Linked DNA regions of Mus musculus: region 2 is linked to region 1. A link is a contact called in public HiChIP or PLAC-seq data. All regions are on one chromosome and are shown on one strand. Each heading gives the region's core, a stretch centred on a gene start, on an enhancer-like site or on the middle of the called end of the contact. The rest is flanking DNA. Distances are from core to core; before and after follow the strand shown. Region 1 has its middle 8.9 kb from the start of Il21r. Region 2 overlaps Xpo6 (exportin 6).

The links. HiChIP or PLAC-seq counts read pairs in DNA pulled down with a chosen protein or histone mark.
Region 2: an H3K27ac HiChIP or PLAC-seq map of bone marrow-derived dendritic cells shows a contact between it and region 1, with 4 times the contacts expected there. The contact joins two enhancer-like sites. A contact is called at or near these places in 1 of 39 promoter capture datasets (liver) and 2 of 115 datasets of contacts at active chromatin or transcription factors (bone marrow-derived dendritic cells and memory CD8 T cells).

What each region holds. Positions count from the first base shown.
Region 1 is chr7:125,592,143-125,596,850 of GRCm38.p6, reverse strand. No RefSeq gene overlaps it. Among named protein-coding and RNA genes, the nearest start is that of Il21r, 8.9 kb to the left of the region's middle. Within about 2 kb of position 2,845, at least 60 of the 459 cell types and tissues checked have an H3K27ac peak or open chromatin away from gene starts, as enhancers often do. A contact at or near this core is called in bone marrow-derived dendritic cells, where this site is marked.
Region 2 is chr7:126,132,807-126,137,514 of GRCm38.p6, reverse strand. The region is part of intron 9 of Xpo6 (exportin 6); the gene reads left to right. Among named protein-coding and RNA genes, the nearest start is that of Gm30807, 35 kb to the right of the region's middle. Within about 2 kb of position 1,909, at least 94 of the 459 cell types and tissues checked have an H3K27ac peak or open chromatin away from gene starts, as enhancers often do. A contact at or near this core is called in bone marrow-derived dendritic cells, where this site is marked.

The sequences.
Region 1 (4,708 bases), core at 1,596-4,095:
GCACTATTTCTTTTTCCATCTTTGATCTTATTTTAAGTTTCTGTCTCTTTTGCTTCGTCTAACTAAAGGTTTGTTATGTTTTCCTGATTTTTGTTCAAAGAAATAACTTGGTTTTGTTAATCCTCTCTGCTGTTTTTCCAGTTTTTATTTGTGTCCATTCTAGCAAGCATTAGTTAATCTCTTATGCAACCATTGGGTTTCAATTTCTTTTTCTAGTTCCTTAAGGAGTCCAGTTAGGAAGCTGAAAGGTGACTCAGCATTTAGGAGGGTGCACTGTTCTTGCAGAGTAGGGTTCAGTCCCAGTGGCCGTGTCAGACAGCTTGGAACTGCCTATAATTTCAGCAGCTGAGTAATCTGACATCCAGGCCCTCTTCAGGCAGCTGCACAAATGTATTCACACAATTAAAAAATTAAAATAAAAGGCCACGACTCCAGTGTTTGAGGCCCCGACAATCATGTAAAAGGATAGAGTTAGGTTCTTTATCTAAGTTGTTATTTGAATGAGTATATTTGCAGTTATCATTCTCTTGGGTTTTCAATATGTCCCTGAAAGTTTTGGTCTGGGGAGATTCTGGCTTTTCAGCGCCATGACAAAACAGCAGAGAGCTCAATATAAAAAGAAGAAAGGTTTATTTTGACTCAAGGTTTCAGAATTCTCACCATCCAGTTGCTTTTGAATTTTAGCAGGGGAATGTGTCATGAAAGAAGAGTGTGAAGGAAGAAACATGCTTTATCTCATTGTGGCCAAGAAGAGAAGCTAGAATTCTAATATCTCCCTCAAGAGTACACACCTTCAATGGCTTAAATGCCTCCTACTAGGTCCCACCTCCTAAAAGCTCTGCCACCTTGCAGCAGCATCAGAGGGTGAAGGTCAAGCCTTGAGTAGATGGGCCTTGGGGACATTCAAATCCTAACATTGGTTCGTTCTTGCTTGCTTTCTGATCTCTTTTGTGAGTTCTGCTGTGACCTGCTGGCTGATTAGGAGTGTGACTTTTAACTTCCATACAGCTGTATACTTGCCATTGATATCCAGATTTCTTTTCACTGTAGTCAGAAAAGACAGTGTAATCTCTCTCTCTCTCTCTCTCTCTCTCTCTCTCTCTCTCTCTCTCTCTCTCTTTCTCTCTCTCTCTCTCTCTCTCCCTCTCTCTCTCTCTCCCTCCTTTTTTTCCTTTTTCTGGACAGGGTTTTTCTTTGTAGTCCTGAGTCCTAGCTGTCCTGTAACTTGCTATATAGATCAGGCTAGCCTCTAACTCACAGAGGTCTACCTGCCTCTGCCTCCCCATTGCTGGAAGTAAAGTGGGTACCACCACACCTGGAAATTTCACTCTTCTTAAGTCCATTGTCTTAGTTACTTTTCTATTGCTGTGAAGAGACATGACTAGTTGCATGACCAAGGCAACTAGTAGAAGAGTGCATTGAAGCCGAAAGTTCCAGAGATTGAGTCCATAAGTACATCGGTGGGGAGCATGGCAGGAATAGGTGTGGAACCTGAGCAGCAGCTGAGAGCTCACATCTGATCAGAAAACACAGGCAGAGAGAGAGAGAGAGAGAGAGAGAGAGAGAGAGAGAGAGAGAGAGAGAGAGAGAGAGAGAGAGAGCTAACTGAGAACAGCATCGGCTTTTGAAACCCCACAGCCCACCTACCAGTGATAGGCCACACCTCCTAATTCCTCTGATCCTCCGCAAACAGTTCTACTCCCTGGTGACTCTATAGTTGGAAGAATGGCACTGAAGCTGCAAAGTATTATGATATAACACCTTGGGTTCCAATATTGGGTGAGTATGCATATGGATATTATACATTCACCATGAGTTTACATGTAACCTGTTTATCTTTTGAATTTTTTTTTCTTAAGCCTGTACATAGTATAACTACTCAGTGCTCTTGGGTTTTCTTTGCATAACATGTCCCCTTAAATTCTTTCACTTTAAACTATATGCATCTTGTAGACAACATATAGCTGGGTCATGCTTTTTGTTGTTCTTGTGTTTTTTTGTTTGTTTGTTTTTTTTTTTTTTTTTTTGAGGCAGGGTTCTCTTGTGGCTGTGATTGTTCTGGATTCTGTAGACCAGGCTGGCCTCAAACTCAGAGATCCATCTGCCTCTGCCTTCCAAGTGCTGGGATTAAAGGTGTGTGCTGCCACGTCCAGCTTGCGCATTTGTCTTTTAAATTGTATGGGAAACAAAGACTGTTGAGAAAAAACACAAAGTCTGCTGTAGTTGATCACACCTATAGCACTTGGGAAGCTGAGGCAGAAGGATTGTCCTAAGTTCAAGGACAGCCTGGGTGATGAATGAGTTCTAGACCAGAGTGAGCTGGAGGGAGCCTTCCATGGTGTTTGTGTAAGTTATATCTGTCTTCTGGCTTTCTTAAGGTTCAGATCTACTACTCTACTTCAACTTTAATTCTGGATGAATTTACCAACCAGTCATCAAACAGACCAGCATCTAGGAGTGCCGGCTCACTGGAGAGTCTACTGTGGGGAGAGGGTTTCAAAGCTCTGATGCACTTGTATCATCTTCTCAAATCACATCCATGTTGTTTCAGAGTCTGATATAAGCCGGGTATGAGGGAGGACAGCAGGATGAAAGAGAAGGGAGGTGGTGAGGATGGGGGTCTGGGGCGACCTGGAAAGAATGATACAGAGGGCAAGAGGGCAGAGGCTGAGTCCAGACTCAGCTCCTGAACAAGCCCCAGGCATGTGTGACTGCAATGGCCAATTCTGGGAATGATGAGGGCCTAGTGTGGGCGGACCTGCGGCTATGAGAATGAGAGGAAGTGGTAGAGCTGGGAGGGGCCTCCCACAGGGGTGGGACTCAGTAGTCATGTATGATGACTCCAGTGAGGAGGAGGAAGACCTGGGCTGAGGACTTGAGGCTCTTGGAGATCATCAGGCCAAGAGGGCCAGGGCTGATGAAAGGGAGAGGAGCCACAAAAGAATGCCAAGCTCCAGAAACCAGCCTGTGCTGTGGGCTAAAACTGTTACTACGGCTGCTCACCACCTCCTGGCCACAGACTTGCTTCCTTTTTAAAATGGCTGAAGTCCTCAGTGATCCTTGAGAGGACCTGCTGGAGGTTGTGGGGCTCAGCCTCTGTACTCTTGGTAATGCCATGTGGATAGGCCATTCCACCTAGGCAGGTCTGCCAACCAACCTTCACCATGAAGCTATCCTGGGCATCCTCAGGTCTAGCCTTCCTTGGCCATGCTCCCACCATTGGCTGTGAGAAACAGAAGTGTCTCCAAATATCTTAAGGTCCCCTGGACACCCAAATATCCCCCAGGCTAAAGACCACAGATTCTGGTGAGACTCACCCAGGGTAAGCATGCCGGTGTTAGAACAGCTAGAAGGCTGGAGGAGCAATGGAGGTGGGGCTAGGGTTCTGTGCACAGGGACCAGTACTTTACCTGCTCCTGGGGTCAGGCTCAAGGGTACCGAGGGGAGGGGTGGAACTGGCCCCAGAATGCTCGTGGCACTATCTTTGACACCTGCTTTCTGTCACCACAATAGCCTCACTTGTTAAGAATTACTGCTGTTTCTATGTATCTATAACACGTCCCCCAAAACCACAGCCACCACCTGAGCTAAGCCACCAGGATGCCTGCCAAGGTGACAAAAATGGACTCTCTTTGACCTCTGGGCCTCTTCTACCAAAATGTACTGTTCTCACTGCAGCTAGTGTTGTTTCTACAGAAGATGTGGGATCAGTGCTTGTCTGTGGCTGAGCTTCCAAAGCTTGCTCTGCATCTGCACACTGAGCATACATCCCTCTGGGGATCCCAGCCCCTCACCTTCTCTCTCCTCTCCTTGTCCATGCTTCTCTAGGCTCCTACACAAGGCTGCTGTGGTCCCTCCCCCTCGACACTGGGTGTTTGTGAGGCTTGTTCCTGTACTTCATTCATCCTGTGGTCAAAAGTCCCTTCGTTATCACGGTCCTCCCAGCTACCACCTGAGATCTAGGTGTTTCTCCAGCTCCTCTTCTGCCAGACCTGACTGGCGCCAAGGTCATGCAAGCCACACTGTGTGTCCCTGTGGTATCCTTGACTGCACTTGACTCCACTTCATTCGAACAGGGGCATTTTTCCTGTCCCATGTGGCAGTGCACCCATAGTGGCGCCTGGTACCAAAGTAGTTCCCAGCCCCATGTGTGGCCACCAGCTCCTTGCTACTAATCCCCTTGGCGTTCTGTGTCCTCATAGGTACTCAGCTTCCTCGGCCTCTGCCCAGAGGATGACCCTGCCATCTCCTGGAAGATGATTTCCTCTTTGTGTTTCCACTTAGATACCTACCACCTCCCCTGGGAAGTTCTCCTGCTCACCACATAAGGACGTTTATCCTCCTCCATGCTTACACTGCCCCATCTTGTTATGAACGTACCAAGCTCTCCTTGCTCATCCCTCTTGACCTCAAGGTCCAGTGGGCAGTGACCAGCCTCAGAGCCCAGGGCACAGAGCTAAGTCAGGAGAGTTGCAAGAATCAATGGAGGGTTAATACCCGTGGGTTCCTTTCTCAGCATCTTGGCTCCTTTTCAATTTACAAATGTTCCTGGCTCTTCCAGTTTTATCACCATTAGTGAAAGAACAGGCTCAACAATGGGCACCCCCAGCACCTCCCCACATGGACTCAGCTCAGAGTCTCCTACTTTGGGGAGATGGAGTCAGATGTTTAAAAAAAAATAGGAGGATGAGGAGACAAGGAAGAAAGA
Region 2 (4,708 bases), core at 660-3,159, 540 kb before region 1:
TAGGACTCTTTTCACTGCTAAGGTTTTCTGGATTTTTAAATTAAATACTAAAATTTCAAGTTTAAAATTTTGTTCTTTCATTTGCAAACATTCTTTGATTACAGAATAACTTCTGAGTTGCTTTACTGTCAGGTCAAATGAAGTCATGGCTGGAGAGTGTGTTCATGCAGCATAAACCTTAATACAGAATAGTAGGTCCAGTAAGGTTACCGACTTTGACAGTTGCATTTTGAACGTGATTCTTCAAAGAAAAGCTATTAAATCAAAATTTGTTTCTTGTCCTCCAAATAGGCATGCCCTGGGATTGTACCTCACTCTCTTGTGTTCAGTGATATAGATATTTTTTTATATTGTAGAGTTTTGGAGAATGAAGTGTAAAAGTGATTAACAGGAAAATAGTCTTTAAATCACAGAACACACAAGAGGTATGGGGGATGTAACACCACAAAGGAGATTGCTAGTATTAAAAGTACAGGTTCCTGGAGAGTTTGTACCAGTAGGTGGGACAGTGATAGAGGGAGTTTAAATGCCTCTTCTGCTTCAAGGATTTCTTTTGGTCAGGTGCAAGGCTGTCAATTTTCTGCCCACACAATGGATATCTTGCAGGAGGGTTAGGATTTTGGAAGTCATGCACATAAAACATGGACACAGTTGAGCTGAATATTAAACACTAATGCTTACAGTGATGATGATGAAGAAAAGAAATAATGAAATGCTGCTGCCACATGGTTGCTGATCATGGACAGCTAAAGGCCTTTACCACCTGCCATCTGATAACACAATGCTCAGGAATTCTGGCTGGCTCCTTTAAATGCTAGGAAATTTTTCTCATTGATAAACTTAATTTTTCATTAAAGATATATTTTTATTTGTGTGTGTGTGTGTGTGTGTGTGAGAGAGAGAGAGAGAGAGAGAGAGAGAGAGAGAATATTTAATTGTATGCCATTACAATTACAATTAATTGTATGGGTATAGGTACCCATAGAAACTAGAAGAGGGTTCAGATCCTCCCAGAACTAGAGTTCCCGGGAGTTGTAAGCCACTCTGTGTTGGTGCTAGGAAACAAAATCAGGTGCTCTTCTAAGAGCAGAACCATTCTTAACGTCTGAGCCATTTCTCTAGACTCGTTGCTTTTTTTTTTTTGTCATAATTATTTAGTTAATATAGTAATATAAATTTTGGATTTATAAGTTTAAAAGTCTCACCATCATTACAAGTTTCTGGTTTTAAGGTCTAGAATCTCTTTCCAATTCAGAGTCTCTTAACTGTGAGCTCCTATAAAATAATAAATAATTTGCTGATTTTTTTATTCTGCACATAGTAGTGATTTAATTTTTAAATATTTATATGTACACCCACCCACCCACACACACACACCTTTAGCAAAGCAGAAAAAGGAAATCCTCAAAGCTGGTCTGATTTCTGTTAAACGGTAGCCACCTCCTCGGACCTGTTTTTCGTACTTAACTCTCTTCTGTAGTTAAAGGAGTGTAGTGAAAGAACAGCCCCAAGATAGTCCACGTGTATGTACAAAGGAAGGACACTGACCCTCACTCTGTGTCAGTCCGTACACTATACATCTCTACAACAGATTGTGAGTGCAAAGCTTCTCAGTGAAGGGTTTGAAGGTTTAGGAATCACTCCTGCCTAGTGTCTCAGAGATGAGATGTGTTACAGGAGTAGCTGATAAAGAACATTAGTGCTGGTAATTATTGTACTTATTTTTACTGTGAGCATGAAATGTGATCGGATGTTGGTCATCTAATAACAACACAGGCATACTTTTAGAATCACACTTGTGACTTAAGCCAGAACTTCAAAACGACTGATTGAGCTATAGGAAGTAGTCAGAAATTGTTTTCTTGGTGTCTCAAATGGGAAACATAGGTGTGGTTAAGTCACAAAGATAGTACTCAGTTCCTATCCTTGTGGTTTTTGAGTTTTGCATCATTTGTTACAACAAAGTTGCATTGTAGGGTACAGACTTTGAAGCACAAATGTACTGAGATTTATTTGTGTTTCTAGGAGCTTGGAAATGAACATGTTGGAAACAGCATGTTTCTTGTTCATTGAGAATATTCAAGTTTCTGGCTAATTGCTGGTGGGACTTCAGGACACAGATAAATGCCTGTATTAGAGTTGTGGATGGAATTGATTGTCCTGCTCCTCAGCTAGAGGTAGTAGCATTGAGAGCCCATATCTCAGGTCCCATTTGTTCCTTTGTTTTGGGAGTGGTTATATCTTCCTCACACTGTGGATGAAAGCCCTGAGCCAGCATGTGGGGCCTTGGCTTGCAGTTGGTGCTCCCTGAGAAAGTTCTTGCTGCCTGTTCACCCCTTTCTCTTTCTCTTCTACGGGGCCAGGCATTTGTGTAGAAACTTGGGTTTTACAGAAAGAGGAAGAAACCAGTGTGTGAAGCAACCTAAGTTATTGTGTCATGTTCTGTGAACTCTTTTGTCACAAGAGTGCTGACTGGTAAGTGCTGACTACAGAGCAGCTCAGGAATTTGAGCATCATTAACTTAGACTGTTAGCCAGTTAGCTCCTTCAGGGAGGTGTTTATGCACTAGTTATTATTTCATGGAGAGGGAAACATCATGGAGGATTTGTATCAGTCCCTTGCGGTTACTCATGTGAACACTGTCTAGTCTCTGTGTGCTGACTCATTTCCATGCTCTTGGCTTTTTTGTATTTACTTTTTAGATGCTTTAACTTGGCTAGTTTTGTCTAGCTGAGTTTATGTCGACTAGGGCTTTTCTCCATTTTTACATATACACATTGTTCTAAAGGTTTTTGTGTGTATTAGTGTTGGTCGGTTTATATCTTCTGGAACTGAAGTTACTGACAGTTGTTAGTTACTGTGTGAATGCTGGCAACTGAACCTGGGTCCTGTACAAGAGCAGCAAGGCCTTCTTAACTGTTGAGCTGTCTCCCCAGCCCAACATATGTACATTCAATACTATAAATTTACCCCTAAGTCCTACTTCAAATCTATCAAGAATTTTCTATATACCATGTCACTTAAATTATTATCAAATTTCACTTTAAAACCTCTTTATCTAATCTCCAAATATTTGGGAGTTTTCCATATATCTTTGTTAGTGTTTTCCAGTTCAGTTTTGTGTTCTGCCTCTAGTTGTATGATTTTCATCAGTTCTTTAAAATTTCTCAAGGGGCTGGAGAGATGGCTTGACAGTTAAGAATATTGACTATTCTTTCAGAGGACCTGAGTTTGCTTCCCAGCACTCACAGTGGCTCACAACAATCTATAACTTTGGTTTTAGGACATCTGAGCTCTATTCTGGCCTCCTCAGGTACCAGGCATGCAGGTGGTAGACAACATAAATGCGGGCAGAATATTCAGGCATAGAATGAAATTAAACCATTTGTGCTCAGAGGGGCCTCTTTTTCATGAGGACAGCAATGCTGCTGGTTAAGATCTAAACTCAACCCTTCTTACCTTTCTATAGATCCAGTCCCAAATAAAGTCACACTGAGGCAGTTCTTTTACATATGGGTTGGGGTGAGGAGAGACACAGCACAGTTCAGCACTTTCCATCTGAAGAACCTCACAGAGGATCGCTTCTGTAGTGTTAGTGACTGCTGACTAACATGGCATTGGCACCTGCTGATTGTCTTTCTCATGGGAAAGGCAGCTGGAGGGATTCCTTAGACAGCAGGACTCCGCCAGTGAGCATGAGCAGTGGAGAGGAGAGGTGAGGTCCTATTGCCTTAATCACCATTTTCTTGCTGAGAAGACACCATGATCAAAAGCAATGTGGAGGAGAAGGCTTATTTCAGCTTATAGTTCCACATCACACCATATCATGGAGGGAAAGCACGGCAGGAGCTGATGAAGAGAAATGCTGCTTACTGGCTTGCTCTCATGACTTACATAGCCTGCTTCTTATGCACCATGACCACCTGCCTGGGGTGGTACTACCCAAAGTGAGCTGGTTTTCCTATGTCAATCATTAATTAATAAAATACCCATAGACTTTCCCTACAGGCCAGTTTGGTGGGAGTATTTTCTCAGTTTAGGTTCTCTCTCCCAAATGACTCTAGCCTGTCAAATTGACATAAAATTAGCTAGTATACCCAAGCCAGTAGTTTCCTTTACAGGCTTTTTGTCTCCTGGGAAATGTAGCTGTCTTCAGTGCTGGGGTTCACTTACTCAGGGTGGGGAGTGGTTCCAGGGAATAGGTATAGACAAGCAGCTAGGGTCCCTATCCAAGCCACAGGCCTCTCTTGACGCCCACCATACACTTTGGGAGATGAGTTACCTGTGTGCCTTCAGGACAGTTCCTGATGGGGTTTAATTTCAAAGTATTACAGGATGTTTGCATGTGGAGTTACCAACTGGCAGTGAAGTTTTTGTCTCATTTAAGAGTTCTGTGTAGAGAGTCTTGGAATTTTCTTTTAGTTGGTCAGTGACAAAATGTATGTTTTCTAGTGTGAAAGGAGTTTTCTTTCTGTGAGAATGTTTTGATCTGGCATAGCAATTTTTAGCAAAACACCTACAATGTTATGTTACAGGCAAAGAGTGCAGTCTTGTGGGGAGGGGGCAATGCCTGCCCATAGGTAGGAAATGAGCTCTTGTACTCACCTAACTGAAATGTGACAGCCTAGGACTGTAGGAAGTCTTAGAGGATCTCTGTGGCTGGGAATGCTTAGGACTAGATGGACTGTAGTTGATCTTGGTTTGATTC